4 separate regions of the Mus musculus genome follow, and all the other regions are linked to region 3. The links are chromatin contacts, called in public Hi-C, HiChIP or PLAC-seq and promoter capture Hi-C maps. All regions are on one chromosome and are shown on one strand. Each heading gives the region's core, a stretch centred on a gene start, on an enhancer-like site or on the middle of the called end of the contact. The rest is flanking DNA. Distances are from core to core; before and after follow the strand shown.

What was found. Hi-C and Micro-C count contacts between places; a contact is called where the count stands out from the background. HiChIP or PLAC-seq counts read pairs in DNA pulled down with a chosen protein or histone mark. Capture Hi-C pulls out chosen DNA fragments and counts their contacts.
Region 1: a contact with region 3 is called in an H3K4me3 HiChIP or PLAC-seq map of embryonic stem cells, with 47 read pairs. The contact joins the promoter of Tlcd3a here to the promoter of Timm22 in region 3. A contact is called at or near these places in 26 of 39 promoter capture datasets (the 3T3-L1 cell line, 3T3-L1-derived adipocytes, the C10 cell line and 16 more), 7 of 15 datasets of contacts at CTCF or cohesin (CD8 T cells, the NIH/3T3 cell line, embryonic stem cells and 3 more), 83 of 484 Hi-C or Micro-C datasets (3T3-L1-derived adipocytes, the 4T1 cell line, B cells and 38 more), 42 of 115 datasets of contacts at active chromatin or transcription factors (the 230-238 cell line, the NIH/3T3 cell line, the SCID.adh cell line and 26 more) and 4 of 9 other capture datasets (adipose tissue, embryonic stem cells, liver and 1 more).
Region 2: a contact with region 3 is called in a Hi-C map of cerebral cortex, with 5 times the contacts expected there. The contact joins the enhancer-like site here to the promoter of Timm22 in region 3. A contact is called at or near these places in 1 of 39 promoter capture datasets (embryonic stem cells), 1 of 15 datasets of contacts at CTCF or cohesin (embryonic stem cells), 12 of 484 Hi-C or Micro-C datasets (the N1E-115 cell line, cerebral cortex, cortical neurons and 3 more), 3 of 115 datasets of contacts at active chromatin or transcription factors (bone marrow-derived macrophages, large pre-B cells and neural tube) and 3 of 9 other capture datasets (adipose tissue, embryonic stem cells and pancreatic islet).
Region 4: a contact with region 3 is called in a promoter capture Hi-C map of pancreatic islet. The contact joins the promoter of Abr here to the promoter of Timm22 in region 3. A contact is called at or near these places in 1 of 484 Hi-C or Micro-C datasets (myocytes), 4 of 115 datasets of contacts at active chromatin or transcription factors (effector CD8 T cells, embryonic stem cells, memory CD8 T cells and 1 more) and 2 of 9 other capture datasets (adipose tissue and pancreatic islet).

Annotation. Positions count from the first base shown.
Region 1 is chr11:76,199,112-76,203,548 of GRCm38.p6, reverse strand. Tlcd3a (TLC domain containing 3A) reads right to left here and starts at 1,457. Exons shown (of 5, transcript NM_027773.4): 1 at 1,294-1,457; 2 at 914-997. The coding sequence starts at 1,415.
Region 2 is chr11:76,646,434-76,651,061 of GRCm38.p6, reverse strand. All of the region lies in intron 1 of Gm46288 (a long non-coding RNA gene), which reads right to left. Among named protein-coding and RNA genes, the nearest start is that of Gm46288, 22 kb to the right of the region's middle. Within about 2 kb of position 3,376, at least 51 of the 459 cell types and tissues checked have an H3K27ac peak or open chromatin away from gene starts, as enhancers often do. A contact at or near this core is called in the N1E-115 cell line, bone marrow-derived macrophages, cerebral cortex and 2 more, where this site is marked.
Region 3 is chr11:76,404,166-76,408,967 of GRCm38.p6, reverse strand. It overlaps Timm22 (translocase of inner mitochondrial membrane 22), which reads right to left and starts at 1,825. Exons shown (of 4, transcript NM_019818.5): 1 at 1,526-1,825. The coding sequence starts at 1,763.
Region 4 is chr11:76,568,518-76,572,958 of GRCm38.p6, reverse strand. It overlaps Abr (active BCR-related gene), which reads left to right and starts at 1,575. Exons shown (of 23, transcript NM_198895.2): 1 at 1,575-1,928. The coding sequence starts at 1,868.

The sequences.
Region 1 (4,437 bases), core at 208-2,707, 210 kb after region 3:
AGAAAGACAGGAAATGGTGACAGTCTAATCAAGCCCACGTAAGATCCCAGGCCACTGAGAGACAGTCTCATTCTCTCCTCTGCCTCCTCTTCCAGCAGGGAAAACAGGACCTGCAGGGTGGAAAATCAGGAGAGGCTGACCAACTTTCTCTGGGCTCCTGCCCATCATCCTTTAGCTTCTCTGGAAGAAAAGTGGTTTGAAGAGCCCAAGTGGGAAGATAAATAAGAGCATCTTAGTGTGGTGGCACATCTGCTTGTTATTCCACGCTTGGGAGACAGATGGAGGAGGTCAGGTCTACAGATAAAACAAAAGCACCACCGCCACCCATGTCTAAACAGGATAGTCCATCCTGGTCTTAATTTATGATTTGTCCTACTTAAATGTTACAGATAACACTTTCTGGCCTGACTTTGGGCACAAATGTTTCAGTTTTCTGAAGGTACCAGAGACCTCTTTTTTATCTTGAGCAAAGGGGGAAAGCAAGAACAGCATCTGCGGGCAAGAGAGGGTGGACCTCGAGGTCAGAAGTTGGTCACAGACACTGCTACTATCTCTGCTAAAGGCTGTTCCAGAGAGAGAACCCAGAGAGCATTTAAAAGAACCAAAAGCCATCCTCCCATTCATAAAGAGGGACTGTCAGACCACACTGTCCTTTAACGCATTACTTTAAGTCTGGCTCAGTTTCTTGCTCTATAGCATTTTTCCACTTTCCCCTCGGTTCTCCTAAAGTGGGATGTTGGAAGCAGCAAGAGGAAAGCACTAATTAGGGTGCACTGGTTTTACCACCAGGCAATCACATACATCATAGCATGACAAAGAATTAGTATCCGTGAGCCACTAAGATGTTAAAATTTGGAGTGGGAGGGGCCCTCAGCCCGGGTATTTGTACTTCCCACCTCGGAAGGGACTTTACCTGTCTGAGACCACGTTCTTGCAGGAGATGATGACGGTGAGCCCCGCCCAGGTGGCCAGCACTGCCTGCACTGAGGACACTAACCTGAGGTGGGGCAGAGAAGAGAAACCAAAGAAAGCGTTTTTACTCCAGGACTACGGACAGCACAAAGCACGAACTCCAACCTGCCTTTCCCGGGCCGAGGCGCCCTCCAGGGCGGCCATGGCGCCGCGATGCCCAGAGCAAGGGCAGCGGGCGGGAGTCGCACACTCCCTGCCCTTCCCTCCCAGGTCCGCTGCGAACCGAGGGGCGCTTCCCGTCGCCCCCTTCCCGCCCGCAGCCCCGCGCAGGTCCGCAGCAGAGGGCAGCGCCCCGCCGGGGCAGGCGGCGGAGTGTGATACCTGGTGCCGACCGTCAGGCAGTCGTCTTCCGTCCATCCGGGCCGCAAACGGTGCAGCGCCCAGATGCTGAGCGCGAAGAGCCCGGGGAAGAAGAGCGCGCCGCTGGCTAGAGTCAGCAGCATGGATGCGGGTGCGGCCGCTCGCTGCGCGGCGTGCTCCGGGCTGGCGGCTTGGCCGGCTCTCCCTATTTCTAATCTCCACCCGCCCCGCCCGGCCGCCGCCACTCGGGCCCCGCCGGCACTGGCCGCCCGCCCGCGGCGCTCCCCCGCGTGACCAGCGCGCCGGCCGCGATAGGCGCGGGCAGGAGCTGGGGCGGGGTCTAGTTGTGAGGCTGCCTGGTCCCCTCTCTGTCCCCGCGGGCGCGGCCAGGGGCCTCCCTGCAGGACGTGCACGATGCGGTCCTGGATCCCAGGTCTCTGGCTGAAGGACCGGGCGGGCTATGGCCATCTGTTCTCATACACAGAGCATTGTCACTTCCAAAGGGAGTGACAGTCACAGAGTGGCTTCTCAGGGATGAATCCCCAAAGAGGCTTCAAAGCCTGTGTTTCCTCCCTGCTGTGGAACTTACGGACCTCTTGGCTTTGGGTCCAGATACTACCTGAGTCTTGGAAACTGTGTTGAGGATTACAGCTGTGACCTTATTTAACAGTTCTTGGACCAAATGATTCCACTTTAATTTAGCACCTTGAAACTTGCGAGACAGTCCAGTTGTCTCAGTATCGCTAGCTTTTCCTGGGGAGAGAAACTGCTTTGGTTTGTAGCTTCCTAACTTCATAAATGTGTGAATGTGTGGGTAGGTGGGTCTTACAATTCATTAATGCCCAGTAACATGGAAAAGTACTACAGGTCTCTTCAAATCACCGGCATGAATACTGCTCTGCAAAGTCTCATTAGAGTGCTTTGGCGGGAACAACTGGGCTCAGCCATTCTGGGCCACGTATTTCCTCAACTGTGGAGGGAGGAAACTGGATACATGCCCTTCAAGGCTTTTCCAGTTGTGAAGTCTTATGATTCTGGGATCGCTATAAAATAACAGATGGTTTCTGAAAGATGCCAATAAATTAACATTCGGTTAATGGTATAGAAATATAACAAATATATCTTTTGCTTGTTTCAATTTGTATATAATTATTGAGTCTGAGATTTTCTAAACTTTAAAAGGTAATTCCTCTTTTATATGTAATTTTACTATTGCTAGGCTGTGATCCCTTTTGGGTGAAGACAGCTCTTCATATCTCCCTATATGTTGCTAATGTGAGTTTAGTTGAAATGAAAGTAACAAAGCTCAAAGAGAACTGGGCTGTCATACACTTAGGGCAGGCTGCATCTCTGCCCCCCCAGTTCGCAACTAACATAGACAGTAAAATGAAAAGGACTCTTCAGTTTGGTACCAGGGGGACTCACAAATAAGACTCTCAATATGAACATCTATCTATCTGTAAACTTTTCATTCTCTCCAGAAAACATCTTTCTGCATCCCACTTTCTATCCCCTATGCATGCATCGTGGTCATCTCCAGCTCTCTCTGTGACTTACCCTCTCAGCTGGGAGAGAAAGCAGCATGTAATAAGCATGCTAACACTGGCCTCTCCTAGACTCCTAGCAACTGGTGTTTCATATATGGACATAAAAGAAAAATCAGCTTCCAACATTGTGTCCAAAGAAGTCACCACGGTGTTTAGATTGATTCACCATAAAGTCAATAAGCATAAAATTGAACTTGTTTTTTCAGGTGGTCAAACTCCTTTGGGAAAATGATAACGCTGAACCAAAAGTGCCAAGCCCTAAGGGAAGGTAGGAGGGAGCACTGAACTAAAGTAATAATAAATGAAAGCCATGCCTTTGATCCCAGCACTAGGGAGGCAGAGGCAGTTGGATCTCTTGGTCCAAGGCCAGCCTGGTCTACAGAACAAGTTCTAGGACTGTCAGGGCTACACAGAAAAACCCTGTCTCAAAACAACCACAACAAACCAAGCAAACGCCAACAAACCTGTCCATCCTTCAGAGTATGTTTTTGCCATGTTGAGTATCCAGCCTGCAGCCTTACACTTGTCAAGCATGTGTTTAACTACTGAGCTACATTCCCAACCCACTCCAAGCCTTCAAGCCTTAACAAACATCTTCTCCTCCACAAAGGTGCTTCTGCCAGACAGATTTATAAATTCATTTTCTTTCTTTTTTTTAAGATTTATTTATTTATTATATGAAAGTACACTGTAGCTGTCTTCAACACTCCAGAAGAGGGCATCAGATTTCGTTATGGATGGTTGTGAGCCACCATGTGGTTGCTGGGATTTGAACTCGGGACCTTCGGAAGAGCAGTCGGTGCTCTTAACCACTGAGCCATCTCACCAGCCCCCATAAATTCATTTTCTAATGAGCCCTTAAAAAATAACATAAGATCTCTAAAATATAGCCCTGCTAACCTGGAACTCACTTTGTAGACCATGCTGGACTCAAACTCACAGAGATCTACTTAGTTCTGTTGTCTTTGTATTCTATATCTCAAACTGGCATGGAACCTTTCAAGGGTTCAATAAATGATATTTTAAGACTGTATGTCGAAAACTGTACAATATGCTAGGCACTGCATCAGACACTTTGCATGAATGAACTAAAACCCCATGACAAATCTGCTACTGTTTGAGAGAGAAGGGGAAATGGGAGTCAGACCAGAGCAATTGAAAAACTACTCCAGGCACACTGCTGGCAGCAAAACTGGGCTTGAGCTTAGTACTTTCTGCCTTCTGCTTAACGAGTGGATTGCTTTTAAACTTGATAATGAAGAGTAATACTCTTTTTCAATATGGTTTCAGAGTAATAACTACATAATTACTGTTCCTCATTGTTCACTTGCAAATTTTAAGTGTAGGAGTTTATGGACACTAATGCTTTTTAAAAGTGTGTGTGGCCGGGCAGTGGTGACGCACGCCTTTAATCCCAGCACTCGGGAGGCAGAGGCAGGCGGATTTCTGTGTTTGAGGCCAGCCTGTGTCTACAAGTGAGTTCCAGGACAGCCAGGGCTATGCAGAGAAACCCTGTCTCAAAAAAAAAAAAAAAAAAAAAGTGTGTGTGTGTGTGTGTGTGTGTGTGTGTGTGTGTGTGAGTGATGTACAGCCATAACACATAGATTGGTCAGAGGAA
Region 2 (4,628 bases), core at 2,127-4,626, 240 kb before region 3:
GAACTATATTGAGTCACGTGACCTGAGGACTAGCCCAAACCATCCCTAAAGCTGTACTCCATGCCACCCACTGTTCAAGAGCGCGAGCCAGTTGAACTATTCTATTGCTTCAGTTGCTGCTAAACTGACAATTACTGTACAAATTGCACATTCCATGAACCCATGGGGCAGACTCCATCCGTTTCTGATGGACTTCCCTTCCCTTCCCTTCCCTTCCCTTCCCTTCCCTTCCCTTCCCTTCCCTTCCCTTCCCTTCCCTTCCCTTCCCTTCCCCTCTCCCTGTCCTCTTTCCCTGTTTTCTGACAGGCTCTCACTATGTAGTCCAGTCTGGCCTTAAACATCTTCCTGCCTGCATGCTAGGTGTGCAGCTGTGTGCCACTGTGCCTCCCTTTTTTAGCTTTTTTAGGGAGGCAAGAATGCCACCCTGTGTGGTGAGAGCATGGCCTCCACTGTCCATCCTTCACCTTCCACCTTGTTTGAGACAGAATTCCTTGTTTTTCACCAGTGTATATCTTAGGCTAGGTGGACCACTGTATACCTCAGGCTAGGTGGACCACTGTATACCTCAGGCTAGATGGACCACTGTATACCTCAGGCTAGGTGGACGTGAAGCCTCCAGAGAGTCTCTTCTCTCTGCCTCCCATTTTCCTGTAGGAGAGATGGAAGTGCAGGTGCTCACACTACTACACGTGACTTTTTTTCATTATTACATATTTGTAGATTACGTATCTGCGAATGGGTATGAGCATGCTGAGTACAGGCATGCAGAGTTATCACTGGATCCCTAGAGCTTGAGAAACAGTGCTTGTGAGCTGCGTAACTTGGGGGCTGAGTACTGAACTTGGGTCCTCTGGAAAAGCAACAAGAGCTCGTAACTGGTGAGCCTCTCTCTAGCCCTGGTGTCTAACTTCTACAAGGGTCCTGGGGATCCGAACTCGGGTTGTCAGGCTTAAACACCAAGCACTTTACCCACAGTTACCCCCAAGCAGCCCCTCTCTTTCTGTCAGTGACCCCCCTATTTGTTTGGAACTCTATGTAGACCAGGCTGGTCTTGAACTCACAAAGATCCACTTGCCTCTGCCACCTGAGTGCAGGGATTAAAGGTGTGTGCCAGTATGGCCAGCTGTTATATTTAATTTATAAACAGGTGTGAATATACGAATATGAGCACAGGAATACAGGCAGTCTCGGGTCACGCAGCGGATATGGAGGTCCGAGGAAAACGTGTGGAAATCAGTTCTGCACTCCCACCTTGCTGGCTGGAGGCAGGGTCTGCTCTCTTATTTCTGTGCGTTTGCTGTTTACTGCAGCGCGGCTGACCTGAGAGCTTCCAAGGTGATTCTCTCATCTCCCGCCTTTCTAGAGAGGAGCCCTGGGACTCAAGATGTGTGCCTCCACAGCTGTTTTGTTGTTGGGTTCTTTATTTTATTATTATTATTATTATTATTATTTTATGTGTATGAGTGTTTTGCCTACATGTAGGCCTGTGCACCACCTGTGTGCCTGATGCCCGAGGAGGTGGTGAGCCTCCATGTGGGTTCTGGGAATCAAATCTGGGTCCTCTGCAACAACAAGTGCTCTAACCACTGAGCCATCCTTCCAGCCCCCACAGTCGGCTTTTAAGTCACTCTGGGGATGGACCTCTGGTCATCAGGTCTGCATAGTTTCCATTGCTGTGAAGAGACACCATGACCAAGGCAACTCTTATAAAGGTAAACATTTAACTGGGGCTGGCTGACAGATTCCGAGGTTTTAGTCTACTATCACCATGGCGGGGAGCATGGCGGCACGCAGGCAGACACGGTGCTGGGAAGGAGCTGAGTGCTCTACAAGGAGAGGACTACTGTGTCTCACACTGGGCAGAGCTTGAGCATATATATTACCTCAGAGTTCTTCCTCCATAGTGACACATGTCCTCCAACAAGGCCACATCTCCCAATGGTGCCACTTCCTGGGCCAAACATATTGAAACAACTACAAGAGGCAAGCATGTTTTACCATGAAGCCATCTTATCAGCCCTAGTTTTGACTTTCCAAGACAGAGAGACTCATGCAGCCCTACACTGGCCTCTGTCTCCTGAGCCTGCCCTTCCCCAAGGTGTCAGCATTGCTAGGCCTGTAAACTTCTTTTCTCTATTTTTAAAATCGATTTTTATTTATGTATATGGATGTGTGTGGATGTGTGCCACAGTGTGCTGATGCTCCTGGAAGCCAGAAGAAGGCATCGGGTCCCCTGGAGGTGGGGTTACAGCAATTGTGAGCCTGCTAGTGTGTGTCCTGGGAACTAAACTCACGTCTTCTATAAGATCAGCAAAACTCTTCATCACTGAGCCATCTCCCCAGCCCTATAAACCTCTTTCCTTTATAAAGCAAGCCCATCTCAGGTGTTTTACTACAATGATGAAAATCTAATACAGGCCTGGGTCTCAGGACCACTATCTTCACAGCCACAGAGCAGACACACAACAGAGTGAAGGGAGACTGGCTGTGGCCCCTCAGAAACTAACAGCTTTGCAAGGAGGAGGACTCTGAGATCCACTAAGCCACCTCTCAGGAATGCTGGGATTAAAGGTGTGGTCCACCACCCGATAGGCTAGTGTCCTTCTTGAACCCCACAAATGAATGGAGGTAGCTTTTCAAGCTATGCTCATGGGGATAGGAATACAACTGTCCTAGTTGGCTTCCACTGTCATCTTGACACAGTCATGACTTGACACAGAGTCATTTAAGAGGGGAGCCTCAGCTGAGGAACTGTCTAGATCTGATGGTGGGAGAATGTTTTATTATTAATCAATGCAGGAGGGCCCAGCCCACTGTGGGCAGCACCAGCCCTAGGCAGGTGGTTTTATATATATATATATATATATATATATATATATATATATATATATATATATATAAAAGCTAACTAGGCATGAGACCACATGTCGGCCAATTAGGAAGTAGCATCTGTCATGGCTCCTGCTGTACTTTCTTGGGCCATGAGTTCATATCCTTGTCAGAGGTAGTATTTCATGGACTAGCAAACAGTCCCCACTTCAGGTTCCTGCCTTGACTTCCCTCAACGAAGGACTTGTGACTTGCATATATATGTAAGATGAAATAAGCCCTTAGGTTGCTTTTGGTCAGAGAGTTTTATCACAAGATCAGAAAGGAAACCAGAACAACGGAGCAAGACTTGGAAACTGCTTCCTCGAGCAGGCACACTGCTCCCAAAACCCTACAAGCCCTACAAGGCCTTGTATCCTCCTGGGTCTCATCTAGCAGTTCCTGCCTCAGCCGCACGAGGGAGCCTTTGCCACTCCCTGCTGTCTTCAAAGTCCCCAGTCTCCTTAGGACTCCAGAAAGGGGCCAGCCTTTGAGGCTCTCCTGCCATGCAGAATGAGTTCCTTCTGAGCCCTGGGTGGCACAGGAGACTGGCGTGAGCTCGGGCAGCGGGGGAGGTTTCAGAACACAAGGCTATTTTTAACCTGGCACAGATGCCCTATTCCCAGCGAACGGAGGGGGTGGGGTAGGTGGGAAGCAATCTTGCCTTCCTGACTTATTGTTGTTTCATTAACCACTTCCGATGTTGGATACGAGGGGCATCACCTGGTTTCGTGGCTATTCTTCCTTGCCACAACCCCTTCCTGCTTCCCACTGCTCAAGCAGCGTTCTCCCCGCAGGGGGCAGAGAAGGAAGGGGAGAAAACGGGATTGACCAAGTGACGGTGACTAAGGGTGAGGAAGGGGTAAGCATTCTGTCTTGTGCTGTCAGCAGTGGGAGTGGGTCCAAAAAACCACTTAGCCCCTTAAATTGCTCACTTCTCCTCTCTCTAGTGGGTGTGCTCTAAATGGCTTGGAAAACCATTGCAGCTAATCAAAGGCAGCTGGAAGAGGGCCAGGCTGGACCCAGCAGGGGGCTGAATTGAGCCCGGATCCATTATCGCTACCCAGTCCAACATTTTAGTAGTGGGTTTCCGTCTGATTTCAGAGTGAGATGATTAGGTCATTATTTGTTAAATTATACCTTTTAATTAGTGGATCTATTAAAATGAAAAGCCTGAGAGAGGCACACAAGCCTCTGGGTTTTTGTTGGGGATTTATAATTACCACTGTTTAGAAGAGATTAGTGGGGGGGGGGGGCGGGCGTTAAAACCTTTTAAGAAAATCCTGGGAACAGAGATGCCAATAAGTAAGATATGGACCTTGCCGTTGCAGCTGTCTGCATCATTATCCATTTCTCATTACTGCAGAAAATGGGGGTGAAAGGGCCGAGGTCTAGCTCAGCAGTACAGCAACTCTCAGCATGCTGAAGGCCCTGGGTTCCACCCCCAACGCCCAAAATAATAAATCAAGGAAAAGATAATCATGCTTGGCTATGGCTTAGCATTAGAACATTTGCCTTGTGAGTCCCCAAGTTCCATCCCCAGCACTTACAAAGTCTATATAAAGTCACGCAGATTCTCTCTCTCTCTCTCTCTCTCTCTCTCTCTCTCTCTCTCTCTCTCTTTGGTGTTGGGGATGGAACCCAGAGCCTTACGAATATTCATAAATACTACTGACTGCTCCTCAAACCAGTTAGTTCAGTATTTTCCAAAGAGCGCGTCCAATACTGGTACTGAGAAACTAAAGGAGATCATGATTTTG
Region 3 (4,802 bases), core at 576-3,075:
TGTTTGTTTTTGTTTTTGTTTTTCAAGACAGGGTCTCTCTGTGTAACAGCCCTGGCTGTCCTGGAACTCAATATGCAGACCGCCTAGGCAGGCCTCAAACTCAGAGATTCATTCCCCTGCCTCTTCCTCTTCAGTGCTGGGCTTAGAGGTCCCGGTCACCTCACCCAGCCAAACCTGGCTTTTTTGGAGAGATGCTGAGAACTGAACTTAGCCCTTCATGGTTGCATGACAAGCACTTTACCAACTGAGCTTGCTCCCCAGCCTTTTCTACATGATGCCTTCTTAGGATGATCACCTCAAGACCAGCTCAGGGAAGCCAGATACCTCCTCTCCCAGAATTTCTTGCTTTCCAATCACTCTAGCTCCCAAACTCTCTTTCTACTACATTTTTTGAAACTTTGTTTTGTTTGGTTGTTTGGGGTTTTTTTGGCTTGCTTGTTTATTTTGATTTTTTGAGTTAGTGTCTCTATTATGGAGCCCGGGCTGTCCTGGAATTCACTATATAAACTAGGCTGACCTGGAACTCTGAGATCTGACTGCCTCTTCCTCCCTGCTTTGTTTGTTTGTTTGTTTGTTTTTCCAGACAGGGTTTCTCTGTGTAGCCCTGGCTGTCCTAGAACTCACTCTGTAGACCAGGCTGGCCTTGAACTCAGAAATCCACCTGCCTCTGCCTCCCAAGTGCTGGGATTAAAGGCGTGTGCCACCACTGCCCGGCTAATGTTTTTCATTTGTAATGAAATTTGAATTCATCTACAAATATACCTAACCTTTTCACCTGCACGTTTTAAATATGCTGTACATTCTCAAATCCTCAAAACGTGAATGTGTGTGTGTGTGTGTGTGTGTGTGTGTGTGTGTGTGTTGGGGGTTGTTAATGTCTATCCCAGCCCCACCCCGTCTGTTTTAAATATGCTGTACATTCTCAAATCCTCAAAATGTGAATGTGTGTGTGTGTGTGTGTGTGTGTTGGGGGTTGTTAATGTCTATCCCAGCCCCACCCCGTCTGTCTAATCATACTGGTCTTCATTGTTTTTTGTTTTATTTTGAGACAGGGTGTCTCTATGTAGCTCTGTCTGTCTGCCTGTCTGTCTCAGCCCCTCCCCCCACCCCACCCCCACCCCCGTGGCCTGGGCCGCCACCACCCAGCAATAATTTCCAAGCTCCAAACTTCTGCCTTAAGGACAATTTTGCAACTCCCTATGTGTCTACAGCATTCTCTCTGGGTCCTAATATTAGACCTTCAGGGCTCCTGTCCGCTCATGACAGTTACATAGTAACAACATGTTGAATGAATGAATGAAATGACAAACAAACGAACGACAGAAAGCAACTACTTAGGATCCTGCATACCCTGACTGTTAACCCCAGGGTCAAGAGAGACATCTCCGGGTTCAAGGAGCAAGTCCGGGTGCAATCAAGGTCGACACCTACAGGTTCCTTGCCTCCTAAACGCGTTGTCTTGATAAGGAATCCTAAGGCTCTTCAAGCCCTCAGCATCCCAAGGGCCCCTCGAGCCTCGTCTCACCTCCTACACAGGCCAGCACAGCCTTGAAGGCGCAACTTTCCATTGCCCTCTCGATCATCTTCTGCTCCTCGCTCTTGGCAGGACTCGGGATCCCGCCCAGGCTGCCAGGCTCCAGAAGCCGGGGCTGACGCTTGTCGCCCACCAGGTACTGAAGAAGAAGGCTGTACTGCAACGGAGCTTCGGCAGAACCCGCTGCCTCAGGAGCTGAACCCCCGGCCTTGGGGGCGGTAGCCGCCATGACCGTAGGGGCTCTAGTACCTTTCACTTCGTATTTCCCACAGCCGATTCCACACGCTTACCTAGGCGTCCAGCCAGAGTGACGACAACGGCAGATTCGCCACACTGAAGAAGGTGTAGAAGCAAAGTCTGCCTATGCATCAGCGTCGAGGGAGCTATCGTGCTTCCTCAACGCCTCTTTAAACAGCTGCCAAGTTTGTAAGACATTGCTAAAAGCAATCAGACAAGACTCAATATCTCAAGAACACCCCTCAACTAGGGGCCCCATTGCGGTGCGTGCCGGGATTTGTAGTTCTAACTCGAACATCTGACTACACTTCCCAGAAAGCCGTGCGTGCTCACTGGACATGCTACTTCCTTTGAAAACTCTTGAGAAGCCGCTGAAGAGCGGTCGGGCTCCTGTTAGGCTGCAGTTCGTTGAGCTTGCAGCAGGGGACGCGCGTGTCTGCTTTGTTTCTAAGCCATGCAGCAGTGATGCAGCTACCTGATTCACTAGAACCACAGGCTGGTTGGTATTCTGAGATCGAATGTACGCGCTTTGTAAGTAAGTGTTGAAACATGGCATACATATGTTCTAAATGTATTTTATTACATAGTTATTAAGCCTTTAAGGAATAAAGAAGGAGGCCAACAAATGAACTGAGTGGTGGTCTAGCAAGCCTTAAATCAGTTAAATCAGTTAGGCAGAGGCAGGCAGATCTTTGAGTTTGAAGCCAGCCTGGTCTATAGAGTGAGTTCCAGGGCAGCCATGGCTACGCAGAGAAACTATGCTTAAGAAAAGAGAGAGAGAGAGAGAGAGAGAGAGAGAGAGAGAGAGAGAGCGAGCAAGCTGAGTATAGAGTATTATATACATACTAGTTGCATACAACTATGGTTAACAATGGAAAAACGTCACAGCCCTATGGCTGGTAGAAGGTATGTGCCAACAGATACTGCTTAGCTGACCGGTTTGTTGTACACAGTGGGTACTGGACAAGTGACTTTATTTTTAGATTTTATTTATTTTAAATTAATTCAAACGAGTCTTTACCTGAATGTATGTCTGTGGACCGAGTACACGTAGTACCTGGGAGGCCAGCAAATGGCATTAGATCTCCTGGGACTGGAGTTAACAGATGGCTGTGAGCCATCATATAGGTGCTGAGAATTGAACCCAGGAACTCTGGAAAACAGCCAGCCCTCTCAACTCCTGATCCATTTCTCCAGATCCTGGACAGATGACTTTGCAATTAAGGGGCTTTGATTAATGTCCTCCAACAGCAGAGAGTAACTAGGAGCTACAGGTGAAGTTAGAACTTCTTTCACACACACACACACACACACACACACACACACACACACACACACACACACCTGCACTTCCTGTTTCCTGGCTGGGTGAATCACTCTCTTCTTGCTTATACACACCTGTCTTTTGAGTCCATCCCTTTGCTTTCATGCTCACTGCCAAGGAAGTTTTGTTACCTCCCATCACTGCCCAGTCATTAGACTGTTAACTAATCTCTTGCCTCCTGCCCGTCTCTTCAGATCATCCACAGAAACATCTCTAAGCACCCACAGGAAATGCATCTGATGTTTCAGATCCTTTGCTGTGCCAGGACACAAATGCTAACTCTGTGAATTGCCAGGAAGACACCCGTGCTTCATTCACTGCAAGCTCAGCTCTGCCTGGGCCATCCCCCATCTTCATGATTTGCTTTCCATATTCTTATTTAGTCTCAGAAGTGTTATGTCAGAATCATTATTGCTTGGGGGGGGAGTGTCCCACACTGGGAAGGCAAAGGCAAGCAAGTCTTTGACTTTTAAGGCCAACCTGTATACTGCACGTATAAAAGTGCCCATAGAGGCGAGAGGAATGGTCCACTAGAACTGGAGTTACGAGTGGTTGTGAGTCACGTGATGGGAGTACTGGAAACTGCACTCAGTTCCTCTAGAAGAGCAATCAGTGCTCTTAACCACTGAGCCCCCTCAATCATTCTCAGAGGTTTGTTTGGTTGGTTTTTTTGTTTGTTTGTTTTGCTTTTGAGACAGAGTTTCACCATGTAGCTCTGGCTGCTCTGGAACTCCTATCTAGACCATACTGCCCTCCACTGCCCCCAACTTGGAGAGATCTGCCAGCCTCCCGAGTGCTGGGATCAAAGGCATGGACCACTATGTCAGGCAATTCGGACTCATTAATGCTTTATGTTCTTCAGTGTTACAGCGCTAAGTGTAAAATTTTTGAAACTCATTTCTTTCTCGATGCCATCCTTGTTTGTTTGTTTGAAGCAGGGTTTCTCTGTGTAGCCCTGGCTGTCTTGGGGAACTCGCTCTGTAGATCTGGTTTCAAACTCAGAGATCCGCCTGGCTCTGCCTCTGGAGTTCTGGGATTAAAGGTGTGCGCCACCACCCTGCTTCTAGATACCATTCTTGTAATGCAGTCGGTGGCCAAGTGTTAGAAAATGCTGCTCCTGTTACATCTTCTTTTTGACATTGTGATTTCCTCATTGAGAAGAAAGATTCCCTGGGCTGCTCAGTGGCAGATCCTTAGATTCTAGCCTGTTTCTGGTGGATGGTCCAGTATTCCTGGATCATATTTCCTATGTTCCAGAATTGCTGGGGAGTTGTTGTTGTATTTTTATTTGTATGTAGGTGTGTACACACACATGTCTGTGCAAGTGTGGGTGCCTGTGAAGGCCAAAAGAGGGCACTGGATGTGGTACACACCCCTTAATCCCAGCACTTGGGGGGCAGAGGCAGGCAGATAGATCTCTCTTAGTTAGAGATTAGCCTGGTCTACTTATCAAGTTCCAGACTAGTGAAGGCTGCATAGCAACACCTTGTCTCAATAAACAAACAAACAAACAAAACAAAACAAATACAATAAGTTATTTTTTTCTTGTTTAGATGCTCTTCCATTCCATAACAGAATGCTGATGGTCTAAGTTAAAATATTTAAGACTTGTTTATTTTACTTTCTATGTACGAGCGTTTTGCCCACATGCATGTCTGTGGACCGTGTATGTGCGTGCCTGAAGATGTTGTTCACAGCAGGTAGAAT
Region 4 (4,441 bases), core at 326-2,825, 160 kb before region 3:
CCCAGGCATGTTTTCCCTTTCTCTTGGGCTCTATGCCTTCAGAAAGTGCTATGCAACAGTAAGGCACGCCCTTGTCCTTTCTCTGTCTGCTTCCTCAGAGAGCTTGCTTGCTCCCTCTCCCACCCAGAACTCTATTTCTGGATAGTCTCGCTGGAGATGCACAGCCCCCTCCCTTGCCATGCTCCAGGTGTTGGCTTGGCCTTCCCAATTTTATATGCCAGTCTGGGGCGGTGGGGAGGGTAACAGCTGAGCAGGAAGGGCCAGCAAGTCACAGAACCAGAAGCTTGAGTTAGAACTAAAGGGGTACAGGAGGACCTGTATCTGCTGCCCACCTGTGGGGGCTCCCCCACACAAGAGCATCTACCCTTGAACCTCCCAGAGGCTCTATCCTGTGTATCAATGGGCTCTAGCTTTTCTTGATCATCTATAGAGGCCAGTGTCCAGACAGCTGGGAAGTTTACAAGGCTGGGTACAAATTTCCTTATAGGTGAGGGTCTGCTTCTACCCCTCAAAACTGTCTGTGCTTGTTTGGGATAAGGAGAAGTCCCTGTGGGTACTAACAACACTGCCCTCCATACAGGGAATGGGGAGCTTAACTCTTTGAAAAGCTCTGTATGGCTGGAGCCCCAAAAGGGCTTAAGCTGTCTGAAGATGGGGTGGGATGGGAAGTGTCCCATTATTAGAAATGCCACTATACTAGTATATGAGAGGTCTAACCCAGGTCTTCCTTGGCGGGCTTCATTGCCTCCTTCCCTGGGAATTCAGGAAACAGGTTGCAGCCATGGGTCCCATGTCACTCCCAACCCCCAAACCTTCAGTGCTGTTGAGGTCACTGTTTGGAATTTTGTTTCTTAAGACTGGTCTCTGAGGCATCTGACCCCCATCTTCCTTCAATGTGATTGTACACAGAGGCTAGGGATTGTCAGACGGCTCCTGGAGGAATTGGAGAGAGTCCAGTTAGGGCTTCTGTACCCCAGTTTGACTCTTTGCCTTAAAGGCGCACATGTGAGAAATAGGTCCTTCCTCTAATGCCAGGGGATGACACTAACCCCAGTGGTCCCGCCTTACTTCAGTCGCCCACCCTTGGTGTGTGTCGGGAACTGATGCACTGTAAGATCAAGGATAGATGGGGTGATTTAAGGTTTGGTAGGAAAACAATTCCTGGGTGGCCCAGCTTTCCAGCGGGGCGCAGGATGTTAACCCAGTCCAAGCTGTGCTGCCCAAGCTTGTCTAGGGGTGGGGCCTGGCAACTGCACCAGTCCCGAAATCGTGCTTAGAGATCCTGGGGTGGCAGGTGATGTCACCCCTGCGGGTCCATAGGTTTCTTTAGTCTGCGGGTTGCCAGAATTTATGCTCAGCCCAACCAGGGGAGGAGGGGAGCCTCTGGCCCTGCGCCGCCTCCCGGAGACCCCGCGGGAGCTCTGTGCGCCGGCTGGAGGCCATCGGTGGGGCTGCGGGCTGCTCTCACACCCCACCGGCCCGCTGCGGCTGGGGGTGGGCGCGCTGAGCCTTGCGCGGATTGGCTACCGCCTCCGCCCCCCGCCCCGGGCGCCGCGCAGCCCCGGGGAAGTTGCTAGTTGGCGCGCGGGCTGCGGGGCCGCGGCTCCCAGATCCGCAGCGGGTTCGCCTAGGCTGCCACAGCCCTGCACTAAGCTCCCCTGTCCTCACCTTGGCAGCTGCGGCTTGCTCCTCCCTACTACCTGTTTCCCTGGCTCTCCCGCCTCCATCCTGAGCTCCGCAACTTCGACCTCCGAGTCTGGCCTCCCCTCCCGGCATCCCGCCTGCCGGCGCCCTTCCTCCTTTGTTGTGCGATGAGGGTCCGGTTTCCCATCTGACCAAGGAACCTCTGCCGCGCGGAGCCGCGGGCATGGAGCCGCTTAGCCACCGGGGCCTGCCGCGCCTCTCTTGGATCGACACCCTCTACAGCAGTACGTGTGCCCATGGGTCCCTGGGTGGGGGACAGGGGGTGTAAGAGGGACACCCAGCACCCTCCGAGGAGCCCTGTTGCCCTCCGGGTCCCAGGTGCACCCAGGCACCGGCAAGTGTTAGCGGCCATGGTCCGCCAGGTGTGCAGCCAGCCAGTAGGAGGAGCGGTATGGAGTCCTCAGAGCAGATTTTAGGGGGGAGGGGGCTAGATAGACCGGGGCTGGGGGGGATTGTGTCACCCCTCCCACCTGTTGTGTAACCCAGCACTCTAGCGCTCCGCGAGTGGGAAGCGTCCTTTTTAGAGCTCTACCTTGGCCTTTAGAATTGGCAGCTTTTCTCCTCACATTGAAGCGGGAAGGCCATTTTGGGAAAAGTCTTTGGCTCTCTCTAGTTTACTACCTCAGGGACATTCCGGTGTGTGATTCGGGTTGATGATGGGATCAGGTTGGAAGAGAGACTGTAAGGTACGGATCTCTGTGGGGGCCATTTGGATGAAAGAGCCAACCTCCTAGCTCAGCAGTCTTTCTTGCCAGCCTCGTCACCACCCCCATTCTCATCACTACCACCACCCCCAAGAAAAGCAAATGAAGAGGGGGGAAAAAAACCGCCGGTACTCCACCCCCTCGCTCCCAAATCAGCCATGATCATGTGATTGCTCTTGTACTGCCTGGGGGATGTGTAGTTGATCACTGGGACTTACTTACTGAGATGGGAACCATTCCCACCCCACCCCCCATGCCTTAGGTGGCACTGCCCATGTCGCCCTCCCCTCCCCCTCTTTAACTCATTGGCATTCTGTGGTGTCGGGAGATGGTCCTGGTGGCCTCCAAGAATGACAGTAGATGTGCTTTTACCTATGGAAATGCTGGGAACCCTCCCACTCTCTTTTAGCACACCCTAACCCTGAGGCAGGCGCATCTAGGGGTGACTCTGAACATTAGATGCATGAAACAAGGACATTTTGAAGGGTCAGCCTGGCTTGAGTTCCTTCTTAACAGTCACATTCCGGGGATGAGAGGAGACGATGTCTTGAGCCTCCAGGTCTTGCCTTGCAGTCTCTGCATTACCCAGCATCCAGCCTCTGCCCTCTGTATCTTTTTGGGCCCTGCCTCTGCCCTCTGCTCCCTTTGGGGGCTGCCTCTGCCCTCTGCTCCCTTTGGGCCTGCACTTCTCATATCGTCTACCCAGCCTCTTTTCCCAGATTCCTCCCCTTCCTCCTCCCAGGAGCTCTCCTTGTGCTGGTTCATTCTGCTTTGGGGTTTCAACATCAAAGAGGCAAATCTGGTCCCCCTGGGTGTCCATCCTAGCCAAACCCAGCCAGTCCATCTGCTCTTTTCCAGTAGAGGCCAGTGTCGTTGGGTGAAGGTCAGGGCTCACAGCTGTGATGTGTATGTGTGTGTACACGTGTGTCTGTGCAAATGGGGACACACATCTGTTAAGAGGCCTGCTGCAGATCAGCTCCTGACTCAAAGGACGGATTAGTGACCTCTGCTTAGCTGTGCTCTTGCAAATCAGTCATAACAATGCCTCATATTCATCTGCAGTTTGTGCTCTTGGATATTTCTGGCTCTCTGCAAAACCCATCCCTGCTTTCCTTACTTCCCAAAGCATAGAATCCTATGGAAAGCAATCTGTGGCTTTCTCTACATTGCTAAAGATAATTCTCTGACTTCATCATCTGAGTCTCCTGCCCCAGCCTGGAGTTGAGAAGCAAAATTACCTTGAGAATTCCTGACTAGAGGAAAGTCAGAGAAGGGAATTAGGCCATGAGCCTCTTTGGGGTGGGGGTGGGGGGTGCTCTATAAACTAGTCCTCACTTTGACAGCTTGGCATCTGAGCTGTCTAACCTATCTTAAGGCCCTAGGGTAGCTGGACAGTTAGATGGTGAGCAGGGTCACTAGCTTTGCACAGTGTACGGAGTCCCTGCCTTGCTCCTGGAATAGCTTATTTGGAAGTCTGTAGCAGAAGGCTTCCTGGGGAGGTTTTATGCAGTCATATTTGGGCTGTTAGCCATCAAGTTTTCTTTTTGACAAGAACCTAAGTTAAACAAATACCCAGGCTGTCATTTGCCTGGCAACGTGGTTCTGTGGTTCCCAGGGGCAGTTCCTCTGCCTCTGTGGGAACCTTTTGCTTACCAAGCTCACAGGTCCCCACAAGTGCTAGATCCAGGAATTGTAAATGGGGTACGCAGGGCAGCCAATGTGACTCCTTAGAGATGTGAAGTGATTCAGTTATAGAGGCTCAGTGTGAGTGACATTTCTGCAAGAGTACTCATAGCCTTTCCAGGTTGTTGAGAGTGTGCCAGGTACTGTGTGAGGTACTGTGCTAGGTACTGTACCAGGTACTGTGCCAGGTACTATGCTAGGTAGTGTACCAGGTAATATACCAGGTGCTATGCCAGGTACTCTCTACCTCTCATCTCCAAACCTCACAACTCTGACAGATCAGGAGGGAGGTTGAGTAAACTTTAATAATTTAGTCAAAAGCACATAGCTGATAAAGGGTGGGGGCGGAG